Linked DNA regions of Gossypium hirsutum: region 1 is linked to region 2. The links are chromatin contacts, called in public Hi-C maps. All regions are on one chromosome and are shown on one strand. The core of a region is the stretch at or near the end of the contact, and the rest is flanking DNA. Distances in the headings are between cores, read along the strand shown.

What was found. Hi-C and Micro-C count contacts between places; a contact is called where the count stands out from the background.
Region 1: a contact with region 2 is called in a Hi-C map of leaf, with 1.9 times the contacts expected there. The contact joins the promoter of LOC107911335 here to the promoter of LOC107912928 in region 2. A contact is called at or near these places in 2 of 34 Hi-C or Micro-C datasets (both in leaf).

What each region holds. Positions count from the first base shown.
Region 1 is chrA13:98,833,403-98,840,163 of Gossypium_hirsutum_v2.1, forward strand. It overlaps LOC107911335 (probable glutathione S-transferase), which reads left to right and starts at 2,096. Exons shown (of 2, transcript XM_016839191.2): 1 at 2,096-2,481; 2 at 2,569-3,080. The coding sequence starts at 2,167. The coding sequence ends at 2,913.
Region 2 is chrA13:98,638,883-98,645,186 of Gossypium_hirsutum_v2.1, forward strand. It overlaps LOC107912928 (E3 ubiquitin-protein ligase DA2L), which reads right to left and starts at 2,663. Exons shown (of 10, transcript XM_016841318.2): 1 at 2,423-2,663; 2 at 2,162-2,220; 3 at 1,524-2,019; 4 at 1,179-1,230; 5 at 1,055-1,100; 6 at 875-956; 7 at 622-766; 8 at 423-513. The coding sequence starts at 1,715.

The sequences.
Region 1 (6,761 bases), core at 846-3,345, 190 kb after region 2:
AACTTTGGGGTAGCTTACAAAACAGTCACCTAGGTTTCATTTTAGTCATTCAACTTTTGAAAAATAACAAAACAGTCACTAATGTTATAAAAAAGTGACAAAATCGTCAGTGATTAACAGTTTCTATTAGTGTCTTAACGGGGCCGCTGATGTGGAAAGTTAACTGCTACAGTGGCCAGTTAACTTGCCACGTGGGATGTCCACAGTGGAAACCCATCCAATTTAAAAAGAAAAAAAATTGACCCATCAGTTGAATCAACAAGGGAGTTGAATAAATTTGGAAAAGATCCAAAAAAGAAAATCTTGCAAAAAGTGGGACATTTCTTCAAAATTTGAAGATTTGAATATTACCTTCCATGCTCAAAAGTGAGGAAAAGCCTGGGTAAATTGCCTTCCCCTTGTGTTAATGTGACCCCCAAAGCAACAGCATCTTGGTTTGAAGCTGCAACAGCCATGCCTGAGTAACTGCAGAAGAATATGAAGCAATTGGGTTAAAGCTTTGGCCTTAGATCGTTACCTTTGAAGTTTGGAGGAATCACTTGCAGAGATGCAGTATAGGATTGATTTGAAAACATGAGGCATCTCCATTTTCTCTTTTCCTCGTTCTTCTTCTTCTCCTCCTCTTCTCCTTCTTGTTTTTTTTCTTCTTTTTCTCTTCTTAAACCCTAAATTAGTTCTAACAGGGTTGTTAAATTGGTGGTAACCGGCCAACTAGAGGGTTTTTTAACACCAAGCACGTCGTCATCTGCCATGTCACTTTGCCGTAACGTCAATGACAGAAAATGGCAAAAAGGACTGTTTTGTCACTTTTTCAAAGTTAAGTGACTAAAATGAAACCAAAGTGACTGTTTTGTCAGCTACCTCAAAGTTGAGTGACTGTTAGTGCAATTTACCCTTTTATGTTATTGACAAAGTGATTTTTGACTTTGTTATTAAAACAATTTAATTAGAAATCGTGTATAGCACAAGGGGGAAATTAAAACCAGTATTAAATAAAAGCATCATCCTATTTAAGGGATATAAACATTAATTGAATAATTCCAGACAAGACTTTCGCAATTTTAAATTACATCATTGGTCCTTGCGGCTTTAAATTTTGTGTTAACTAGATTTCAGACCTTTATATAACTTTTCTTCTGTTTTTTTTTAAATTTTAAAAAATTATACTTTCTAGAAGTATTTCAATTTATTTTAAATTACATATTAGTAATTTCTTTTCTACCATTTGAAAACCAATTTACACTCTTTAGATATATTAAAATTATTATGCACACCATAAATTTTAATTTAATAACACAAAGTTGACCTTTTATATTGATTTGTTATATATTTTTACTTCTTGAACCAAATTGATTCAAGCATATGTTTTCTGCAACTAAAAAATGCACCATTAAGATAGTTCTCAAAATCGTTTAAATTTTTAACATTATAAAAATAACTATATTTTGTATTATAGTTAAGCAGACCTATATTTAATTTAAATAAAAATATTAAAAATTTTGAGTTTAACTTTTTTAAAAATTAATATGATTTAAAACTACATTATAAAAAATAAAAAATAATTATATATTTTAAATTGATGCATACAATCATCTTATTCATCCCACGGATATACAAGCTAGTTTATAATATAATAAAGATAACATAAGATTACAAATAAAAAATTTTCAACTTACAATTGCAACAATTAATTTTTTAATATTTTATTATACTTTTATAGTACATTTATCAACTCCTAACTTTATTTTTAGAGTCTAAAAATTTTATTGGAAATATAGTAAAAATTAAATATTAACTCTAAAATTAACATGTTATATCATCATTTCATTAAGACTGTAATCACAGTTAATGAATGGATAATGAAAATGTTACAACCCAATAAAGTTAGTAACAAAAATGTAATATTTGATAGCTAAGTGAGTATTTCGAATTTACCCTCTTATTTGCACTCTACCGTCTACTAGAAGAGAAATTAAAGGAAGAAAAGTCGGGGTGGACCCTTGACAGAGACATCTGGCTTTAGTTTAGTACCAAGGCAAGAAAGCCCTGGAATTGTACCCCCGGAGACTTCTACAACATTCACTCCATGTTTCATTTGCCCTTTTATAGAAACACACATCTTCACTTGTACCACAGGCAAAAGATCGAAAGAGTAAAAACAAGAAAATGGCAGATGATATAATCCTGCTGGACTTTTGGTCTAGTCCATTTGCAATGAGGGTGAGAATTGCATTAGCAGAGAAAGGAATAGAGTATGAAGCAAGGGAAGAGGATTTGAGCAACAAAAGTAGCCTACTTTTGAAGATGAATCCAGTTCACAAGCAAATCCCAGTGTTGATTCACAAGGGTAGACCCGTTTGTGAATCCCTCATCACTGTTCAATACATTGATGAGGTTTGGTCTCACAAATCTCCTCTGCTCCCTTCTCATCCTTATCACAGAGCCAATGCCAAGTTCTGGGCTGACTTTGCTGACAAAAAGGTTACACCTTACCCTACAACATCAGTATGATTTAACCAATTTTCTTCAGTCTTGTATTTGTTTAAACATTGAATATGAAAACTGCAGATATATCCCACTGGGAAGTTAGTATGGGGTGCAACAGGTGAGGTCCAAGAAGGTGCAAAGAAAGAGCTAATTGAGAGCATGAAGGTGCTAGAAGGAGAGCTTGGAGACAAGCCTTACTTCGGGGGTGAGAGCTTTGGGTTTACAGATGTGGCATTGATTCCCTTCTACACTTGGTTTTACTCGTTGGAAACCTGTGGGGATTTCAGCATTATTGCAAACTGCCCAAATTTGGTAGCATGGGCTAAAAGATGCATGCAAAGGGAAAGTGTATCCAAATCTCTGCCAGACCAATATAAAGTTTATTGCTTTCTCGTGGAACTTAAGAAGAAGTTTGAAGCCAAATAAGATGGTTTATTTACTACCCATTTTTAGGCCTTTATATAAACTCAGCTTGTTAATATGAAGGCATGTTTTTTGGTGTAATCAGTATAACTTTCCACTTTGAATGTGTCTTTGTTTAATAACTCAACTAGTTTTTGTCTTTGAAGTTCTAATTCCACTATCAAAATTGTTTTTTTTTCTTTTAATATACTTTAAGAATACATGTCATTCTACTTGTTCCATTGCAATTATTAAAAGTTCTATTAGCTATGCCAATGGATGAAATATTTCCCTCTTTAATTATTAGTGCAATATACGGATCCATTGATAATAGCATATCAATTGCTTCGTGTATCTTTGCGTCACGGGGGAAAGATGTTTATAGATTTTGTTAACACACCATTTTGCCAACGATTTTAAATAGTAAACCTTGACTTGTTGCTTAAAAATGGTTTTATCAAAGTTTATTATGATTTTTATGCATTTTGGTGGATGAATATTCAGCTCCAACATGTTTTATGAATGAATTTTGCATTTATATGTTTGTCTTTTAGTTTTAGTTTTTTTTTTTCAATTTCTATGTTTAAAGGTGTTTTGAAATGAGTTTAAAGTGTTTTAAACTCAAAAATTTTGTCCCTTGCATCTTAGGTTCGATATTCATGGTATAGGTGTCGGTTTTCAGACTTTAAAGGGTTAAAAATTCATAACAGGTGTTTAGAGCCTAGTACCCTTGCTATGGATATTGATATTTAACTTGGCAGAATGTAATATTCCATGGTACAGGGACAAAGTTCCGGTATCTGAGGCCTTAGGTACTGATATCTAAACCCTGAACAATACCACTGTATCATTTTAATATTTTTAAACCTTTTAAGGCTCGTATTCGATCCCAAATACCTCTGAACACCTACAAATCAATCTAAATGCTACTTTTGTTGCTCAATTTCTCTTCCTCCGTTCTCCACCAATGCAATACTCACCCTCATTGCTAATGGGCTAGACCAAAAGTCCAGTAAGATAAGTTTCATTTGCCATTTTCTTTTCTTTTTTCTCTTGATCTTCTGCATGTAGTACAAGTGAAAAATTTGTTTAAATAAAAGGGAGTTTGAACCCAAATACAAAAGTTATAACTTTTTAACTTTTGCGTTTGGAAAAAGAACATTTTTAGAGTAAAATGATGTTTTCAACCATTATTTATAATTTGGTGTCTATTATGTAATATCTATCTTAGTGAAATATTTTTTTAGAATATTTATCATGTTTTAATAGTCACAATTGAAAAGCTACAAGTGATCTAAATGTTATATCACTTGATTATTAATAAAGAGTTGTCACTATTCATAGTGATAAGGTATGTCCATTAAATATCAAAAGTTATGTCACTTGATTAGTTAATAAAGAATTATAATTATTCAAGTATATATCTATTGAATAGTTAAGCTTACTGGTAATACATGTGACTATCCTAATAAGCAATTTGGATAGCTATGTCTATGTAAAGAGGTATGAGAAATCTTATAAATAAGAGTAAACTTTTATTTGCATGGACAATAAAAAAAACATACAAACAAAACTTCTTTCTATTCTCTAACCATTTTTCATGTTCAAATATTGGTGCATAAAGAATTACTGTAAAAGTTCTTTACAAAAATTGATACTCTTGCTATGTTTCACTCAATATTCAGTGGATTGCTTTCGTCAGTGCAAAATGTGGACAATCATTAGGGTCATTGTATGCTCAAGGTTCATTTTCTTTAACTCTTTTACACACTAAAATATAGGTGGGGGTGAATAGAACCTTATAGGTGGGGGCGAATAGAACCTTAAAGAAAATGACATTGTTACACACCGTGAAGCCTTCGTTAATTTCTCATAAATTTATTTTATCTTCACCAACATATACGGGGTATATACTTATTTCTTTATTAAAATTTATTTCAAATGTATAACAATATATATTATAATTTATTACATAATGTTTACAATATAGTTTATATATTTAAATTAAGCTTTACATATAAATAATATTATTTATGTAAAAATATTTTATAATTTATTATTTATATATCAAAATATTAATAATAAGTTACAATAAATTATTTTTAAGATTTTTTTAGTGAAATATCATGATATTAACAAATTTAAATATTATTAAAATATATATATTTTTATTTTATTACATAATGTTTAAAATAAACATTTATTCTTAAATCTTATTAGAAACGAGTAAGGCACTAGTTCTAAACTTACCGAGGCCTATCAACAATGTGACATACAGTGTATAGCATGGTCTTTTAAATTAATTTTTCAAGTTTATTTTATAAATTAATCAACTTTAAATCAGAATATAGTTAATAAAAAGTATAATGAGCCAAGAATGGAAAAGTTAAGATAAAATTCATCAATGAATTTTTTTAAAAATTGTAATCATTGGGTGAGGTTGATTTCTTGGAGAGAATTTTTTGAAGTGGACAAAATCGAAGATAATTTATCGAAAATTTAAGTAGTCCGATCGACTGCATAATAAATAACACTTCCAAAAGATGTTTAAAAAGCCGCTTTTTGAATAATTTTAATAGAATTTAATCTAAACATTTTAAACTCCTCTCAACTCTTAAGAATACTAAATATTTAAAGAAAAATTATTTGGTACACTGTAATTAGAGTTTTTAAGCTCCACAAGTAAAGATAGGAGATTGAAAAGTGTCTTATACATGTATGGTAAAATAATAAAAAATAAATATTTTTAATAAAAGAAACATATGCTAATTTTTTAAATTTATTTGTGGAATAAAATAATAAACTATCAATGTATCAAATACTCACCCATATTTAAAATAATAAAACACAATTTTTCATGAAAAAAAACTTCCAAGGTAAACTTTTCAAAATTATTTTTTAACTGCAATTGTTAGAGATTAACTTTATTTTTGGAAGCGGAAGAAATCCTGACATAGTGATAATACTTCGAGATTATTAAAGTCTTGCTTGAAACGTGTTGGTTTGGATCCATTGTAAAATTGGCTTACTATCGTTTCTTAAATATTTGTACTTTCCTTGGGTTGTTAATTGGTCAGGCCTAAAGCTTTGGCCCAATTTAAAAAAAAAAAAGACCAAATCTATATGAAAATGCTGGCCTTCAGATTTCATAGTGATAGATTGAAGGAGCAGTTCTCAACAAGTTCTCATTTGTTATAAACCTCCCTATCCTTTTATTTATTTATTCATAAGTAGGGGATGATAATATTTAAGGAAAAGTGTGAAACAAACAAAGGGTATGTGGATGAGAGTTTCTTGACTGATTGTGCACGTGCGCATTAAAACATTGAATTTATATAATGATTTTTAAAGTCTTGTTTTACTGCAAGTGTACAGGTCAGTTGTAATATTTATAGTGTTACAATAAAATACCGAAGTATTCTAAGGATCAAACCCAAAAGAAGAGGCGATTGAGCAATAACTAGCATACACAATAGAGTCTATGTGGTTACTAATATGATTTATAGTACGACAGCACATAAAAGATGATTTTTGCAAGAAAATTAAATATTCTACCCTAATGACTAAATTGCAAGAAATGCAAACTAAAAGGACAATATAACAAATAACTAATGAGAGCTAATTGACTTCGATATAGTTCACCAAATTTCGTACTCAGGACATAAATAACTTAAATTACTAAGTGACTCTATTTTATCTTCCGATTTCAATTTTACCAACTTAGACGAATTAGGTCTGTCTTATCTTCCAACCTCACCAATTAATCTGGGACTAACGAATGGGTGCACGACAAGATTACCTTTTGGTCTCACTTTATCTTAATATTCCCTTAGGGGCATCACTACCTAAGTTCTTAGTTCTGTTCAAATTAG
Region 2 (6,304 bases), core at 1,413-3,912:
TTTTTATAGTTTTCATCCATATCCTCTTTGAACTTTGTCCATTCACAAGATCATCTCCATTAAATCAGATGTTTCCCTGAAGGAATTTGTAGGTCACCTCTTTAAATGTTGTAGTCACATTTCATCCCCCTCAATCTAATCTCTTACGCGTGTCCCCCATTCCTTTAGATACTCATCCATTATCTCGTTTTCCATGTACATAACAAATATAATGAAATGAATCTGATCTCAAAAACACTAGTGAATGGTGAAATAAATCTCACCTCACAAAAGTTGAAAGTAAACACATGGACCTGTCTTACAACATGAGTTCTGTGATTGCAATACAAACTAGCAACCGTGATCCATGCACTTTTCCCCCTCTTAACATATGAAGAGTAAATCCTATGCAAGGACACAAAGTTACCTAAAAGTTTGCCTACCTGTTAACCCTAGGATGCGAGCGTTGTCCAATCATCAAGGCAGCCTGTGAATCTTGAGAAGAAAATATTTCCTCCTCCCTGGGGGATCTATCTGCAAATAACGAGAGAAAAGGAAGGAATAAAATTTCAAGACAGAACAATGTCAAAGGAAGTGAAGAACGAATATGCAAGAAAAACCAGAATAACAATAAATTGACACCTGCAATTGAGTTGTACTGAACTTCTCCTGGTGCAACCGCAGTGCTTGAAGAACTCAAGTCTTGTCTTTTCAGCATTCTCTCTTCGTCATCCTGAAGTTCCTGCTGCCTCATTCTAATTTGTGCTTCTATGACACGCTGTTCTTCCTGCAAAATTTAAATAGCAAAACCCAATATTAAACTCATTTTGTATCCAGCGATTATCATAGGAATTACACCATCTCTTTTTTGCTTTGGAAAGAGGTGTGAGCTTACAATTTGCTCTATCCCTTTTTCCTCTTTTGTTTTCACACCTCGATACTCGACAGCATAATTTGAGGTTTTGCAGAAAGGACACCTCAAAACGTCAAGGAATGTAAACATTGGAGTACAAGTATACACACAGCTAATCAATTTGAAAATTTCTACAGTCAATTTCATTGATGTGAAGGATACTGGGTAGGACGGGTTGAATTAGGATTCTTCATCTGCAGAAAACACTCTGGTGCAAATAAGATGTGTCAACATTGCATGTAACTAGCAATATCAGTAGCATTTAGAAAATCCAAAGATAGCTTACCTGTACAGATACTTTTCATACAACATCTTGATCTGTTGAGACTTGGATAATACTAAAATACAAAAGGAAAAAAGAAAATCATATTCATATTCAACTGCAACTAATTTTAAAAGCTAACCACAGATAATACTAAAATACAAAAGGAAAAAGGAAAACCATACTCATATTCAACTGCAACTAATTTTAAAAGCTAACCACACATGAATTAACATTCAATAAAAACCAGTAAACAAGGGCTCATTCTAAGCAGTGACTGATAAAGCAAAAGGATAAAAAGAGCATGATATTTACAATTGGATAGCAATTAGCAAGCATAAGAAGAAAGCCAATGAGATAAATACAAACCAAAAAGCAAATTGGGCATTCTTCAAGATCAGAACAGCATTCTTCATCGCCAGGATAGCAAGGAGCAAGCTTCGATTCAAGTATCAGCTTTCTTAGTTTCTTAATATCCACATCTTTATGAACATACAACCCTTGTGGGCGTGTATACTTCTCATCGACGACTTGCCTCCGCCTTCCCAACTTATTACCCATCAAAAAGAATATCCCAAAACTGTATCCCCTAACTGTTCTCTTTCCTTCTTCTTCTTCCTCTAATTCGACCCAATATTTGATTATTTTTCAAATTCTTCAAGACAAAAACCAATCAAAATAGCTGCAAATTTGGTTTTTGGTAAATTGGTTTACTAAAAATTACCAATTATGAACAAATAATCACGTAGAATCTACAACCATAATTCGTAGTTTTACAACATAATCAAACACACACACTACATTAAAACTGAATTCTAATCCAAACAAACAATAGTTCATTATCTAAAATCATGCCCCATGAATCCTGCAAGTGCAATAAAAAAAAAAACCTTGAAATTAAACATATATATTAATAGTTAAACATGCTTCAAAATGTAATATAGAAACCAAAATTTGATTAAAAAGAAAACGCTAAGTTCTGAATTACAAAAGGAAATTTAACTTACCAAGTCCAACTTTCACAGCTGAATTGGCCAGTGTAATCCTTCCCGAAACATGGCCATACCTATAATTAAACCAAAGAAAGAAAAACATTAAGACTAAAAAGAACAAAGTAAAATCATTGCAAAAACAGATTCACTTACAAGGAAAAATACAAATTCGAACCAAAAGACAAAGCTTTTGAACAGAAGAAAATCGAAGCAAACGAAAAGAAAAAACAGAACTTTACTAAATTATGGGCAAATTGAGAGAAGAAAGAAACTGACCTTGAAACCTGAAAGGGAATTGGCGGAAGCGAGTTTAGGGGCTTAAAAGAAAGAAAAGGAAAGAAAGGGAAAGACTTTGGCAAGGAGAATGGAAACACAATCTCAACTTTCTCTCAGAAAAAGAAAGAAAGAAAGAAATTTTATTTTTATTTCTTGTTGTAAATTGTTTATATTATTTCATAAATAAAAATTCGCATACACGTATTTGTTCTTTTTTCTTATTCATTTTTTGGTTTCTTTCGGCGTTTGGATGGAGACTCGTAGATATAAAGACAAACAAAATACGAGAAAATGTTATTATTTTTATTTTACAAAAAAGAAAAAAAATACTGTAGTGATGTTTTCTATAACTGCAATATTATTTATTGCTCTAATTGTTAATTGTTAATTTTAAATTTTCTACTTAAAATTTTAGTATATTACTCTCTATTTTTATTTATTTTATTTTAGTATGAATTTGAATTCTTTAACGTCTTAGCAATTTAATGATATTTGGTTTTCTTATTTTTCAATTTTTACAAATTAAAGTCATTAAGTTTTTTACTTTTTTATTTATTAATATTTAAGTTGTTGAATTATTTTTTAAAATGAAAATATTATACAAATCCAAGTGAATGATCATTTTTCTTTTCATTTGAATTAATTTATCATGGAAAACTTTTAAACTACTTTTCTGAAAGAATGCATACAAATTACATTTTTTTTTAAAAAAATGAAAGGAACGAAGGGATAATTGAAATTAATTAATCTATTCTTTTTATTAATTCACTAAATCATCCAAGTTTTTGTTAATTATATGAAAATGAATAAGTATATTGAATATTCTATCGGATTTTTATGTGATGAATGTAATTTTTTTATTTAATTATAATGTGTGACATGGGATCTATTTGATTTTTGTAAATACGACATATTTTATGGTTAATTATTTATTTATTTATTTGAAAAATTAATTCATTAATTCATTAATGAGTGAAATCATACAATTCAGAGAAAAAATAGTAAATATTTGTCATCTATTGAAGGATAATATTTAAATTATTATGATACATTGACAATTGACCTTGTTACAACTCATATACAACATATTTAGAGTGATTGCAAGCACTTAATACAATAAGGAAATCAGGTCCAGATGGTCCAAAGCGCGGAGTAAAAATTAATAAAAAAAATTGAGCATTCATCAAAACAACAACAAAATCATCCTTAAATTTATTTGTAAAATTACTACTACATACATAAGAAATATTAAAAAACTTGTTATAAGGGGATTATTTATTTAAAAAAAACTACTTATTAGTGATTAATTTGGAAGAAAAATGTATTTAAATTTGAAAAAAAAAAAGAAAAGAAAAGAAAGGGATGATTAAGTTTGAGAATTAAAGAAGGAAAGGGTGGAGTAGTAAAGGAGGAAAGGATCAAATCAACACCACTCCAATTTAGTTTACTGTTTACTTCTCTCCCCCTCTTACCCGCGCGTCTTTTTCAATCGCCTTCTCCCTTCTTTATCTTTTGTATTATATGTTTTCATTTTTTAATTATTTTATATTTTTCCTTTTGGAGTATATCTAATTTTTTATCTTAAGAATTAGCTATTTTTTTTATTATAAAAAAGGATTAGCTACTAATTTTAAAGAGTGTTTTTAAGTCATTAATTATAAAATAAAATTTGATATTTTTTTGAGAGTTATTGTTTAGTACATTTCTAATAAAAAAAATTCACAAACATTTGTTAAGTTATATTTAAAAATATAATTAATAAATAAAAAAATCAAAATAATATTTTTAATTTTATTAAATTTATCTCTAAATATTTAATTTAACTTATTTTTTAAATATTTTAAATGATATAGATCTTATTTTCCAAGTAATTTATTTATTAGTTAAAAATGGATGATAATTTATTAATAAAAGGATGTAAAATTAATTGTACGCTGGATGGACAAAAGTGGGGTAACTAATCTTTCCCAAAAGCAAGAAGGTATGGCCCATTAAAAATGAAGGGATTTTTTTGTTTGTCCACATCTGCCAGACTGTGGACCATAATTTAACTCCCTTTTAATTGGTTGACCAAAATTCTTAAATCTTCATTATCTTTCTCATCTCTTTGCCTACCTTCATTCACTCACATCAATTTCTTTATCCATTTATGCATTTTATTCCATTAAATCTGAGTTTAATTTAATGATTTGTTTGAGTTTCAAATCGCGTAAACCACATTTAGTTTTTTTTTTTAAATTTATTAGGGTAAATTATACCATTAGTTACTAAATTATAAGTAAATTTTTATTTTGATTATTAAATTATTCGAAAATTTTCATTTAAGCCATTAAACTATTGAAAAGTTTTTGTTTAAGTCATTGATCTTTTAATCAATATCCATTGAAGAGTAGAAGAACATACATTAGACCCAAATCGATATGATGTCGAAGATTGAAGAAAAAATTATTTGAATTTTGGTTCATAAATTTGTGATGTCCAAAAGTATTTTATAAAAAGAAAACTAAAATGTAGAAGAGAATGGGAAAGATAGTTTCAGATTGGTGCATGTATTAAAGCTAACAACTCAATGATTTAAATGAAAATTTTTGGATAGTTCAGTGATCAAAACAAATACTTACCCATAGTTTAGTGGCTAATGGTGTAGTTTACCCATTTTATTACGTTTAAGTCTCATCATGTATGAACCTTATTCGGATATATTTTGATTAATAATCAGATCATGTTTTGAATCGGTTGATGCTTACTATACTTATTCAAATATGTAATATTTATAATTGTAATTGTAATTACATATACATTTCTCCAAAGATTGTTGCATATGAGTTTGGACCCCAAAAGCATATGTCCAAGTTAATGATTCTATGTATGTGATCGTTGAACCTAATCGCTCATAACACAAATTATTTTTAGTTTGTATGGTTTGACATTAATAAATAAGTTGTGGTTGGAGGAATATGAAGTTTAATATTTAGATATAAGAAACTGTTGAATAGGGCTGGTATGCATTTGGTTCACCCAATTGGTTATGGATGGTGGAACCATAACGCTTATGGCTAATCTCTTTGCTAAATTATGTAACCGAACCTCATTATCCAACCTTTTTAATCCTTGGAGTTGTTCCTATGAACAATAAAAATCTTTAAATGAGTGGTTATCTATAGTTTGGTAAGCCAAATTTTGTTGTCTTCCGTGGGGACACACATTTGTTTTTAGATGTACTTGTGACTAACATGTTTATCGGTGCATCACAAATGGAAATTCACAGTATACCTTTAAAAATTAAAAATTTTGGTTAATCTAAATTCCATTTGGGTTTGATTAAAATCTACTAGATTTTTAAATGATTAATCAAACTTGACAGATGCCTATTGCAATTTTAAACTCTAGGAAAGATCAAATGAAGGATAAATTGCAATCACCATTGATAGTGCAAATCTATTATTGTGCTAAATGTTACGTAATATATTCTAACTATACAAACATATATAAACCCTAAATAGCATGGTTTGGGAGTAAAATTGAAAAGTTGAGTTAACTAGTGTTGATACAAGACACAACAAGGGAGGAACACAAGGAGGAACAAGAAGGAAATCAAGGTGGTGATATGGAGGCTGGTTTACCTAAAGAAGTCGAGTTGCGGAACAAAGACAAGAGGACATATTGACTATTGAGTGCTCAGAATGGCTTTATTGGAACCAAGAGTCGATCCCTTCTTTATTGTTGATCAAGGTAATTTTTATAGGAGAGGTCTCCTTGTTCATTAGTGTGATGTGGCAAATTGCTATGAAGAAAGTTTATCATCGTTCAATGCATGAAGGACATATACTAAGGGGCTCATTTCTTTATTCATTCAATCAGTACAAGGTTGTTATGCTCAAA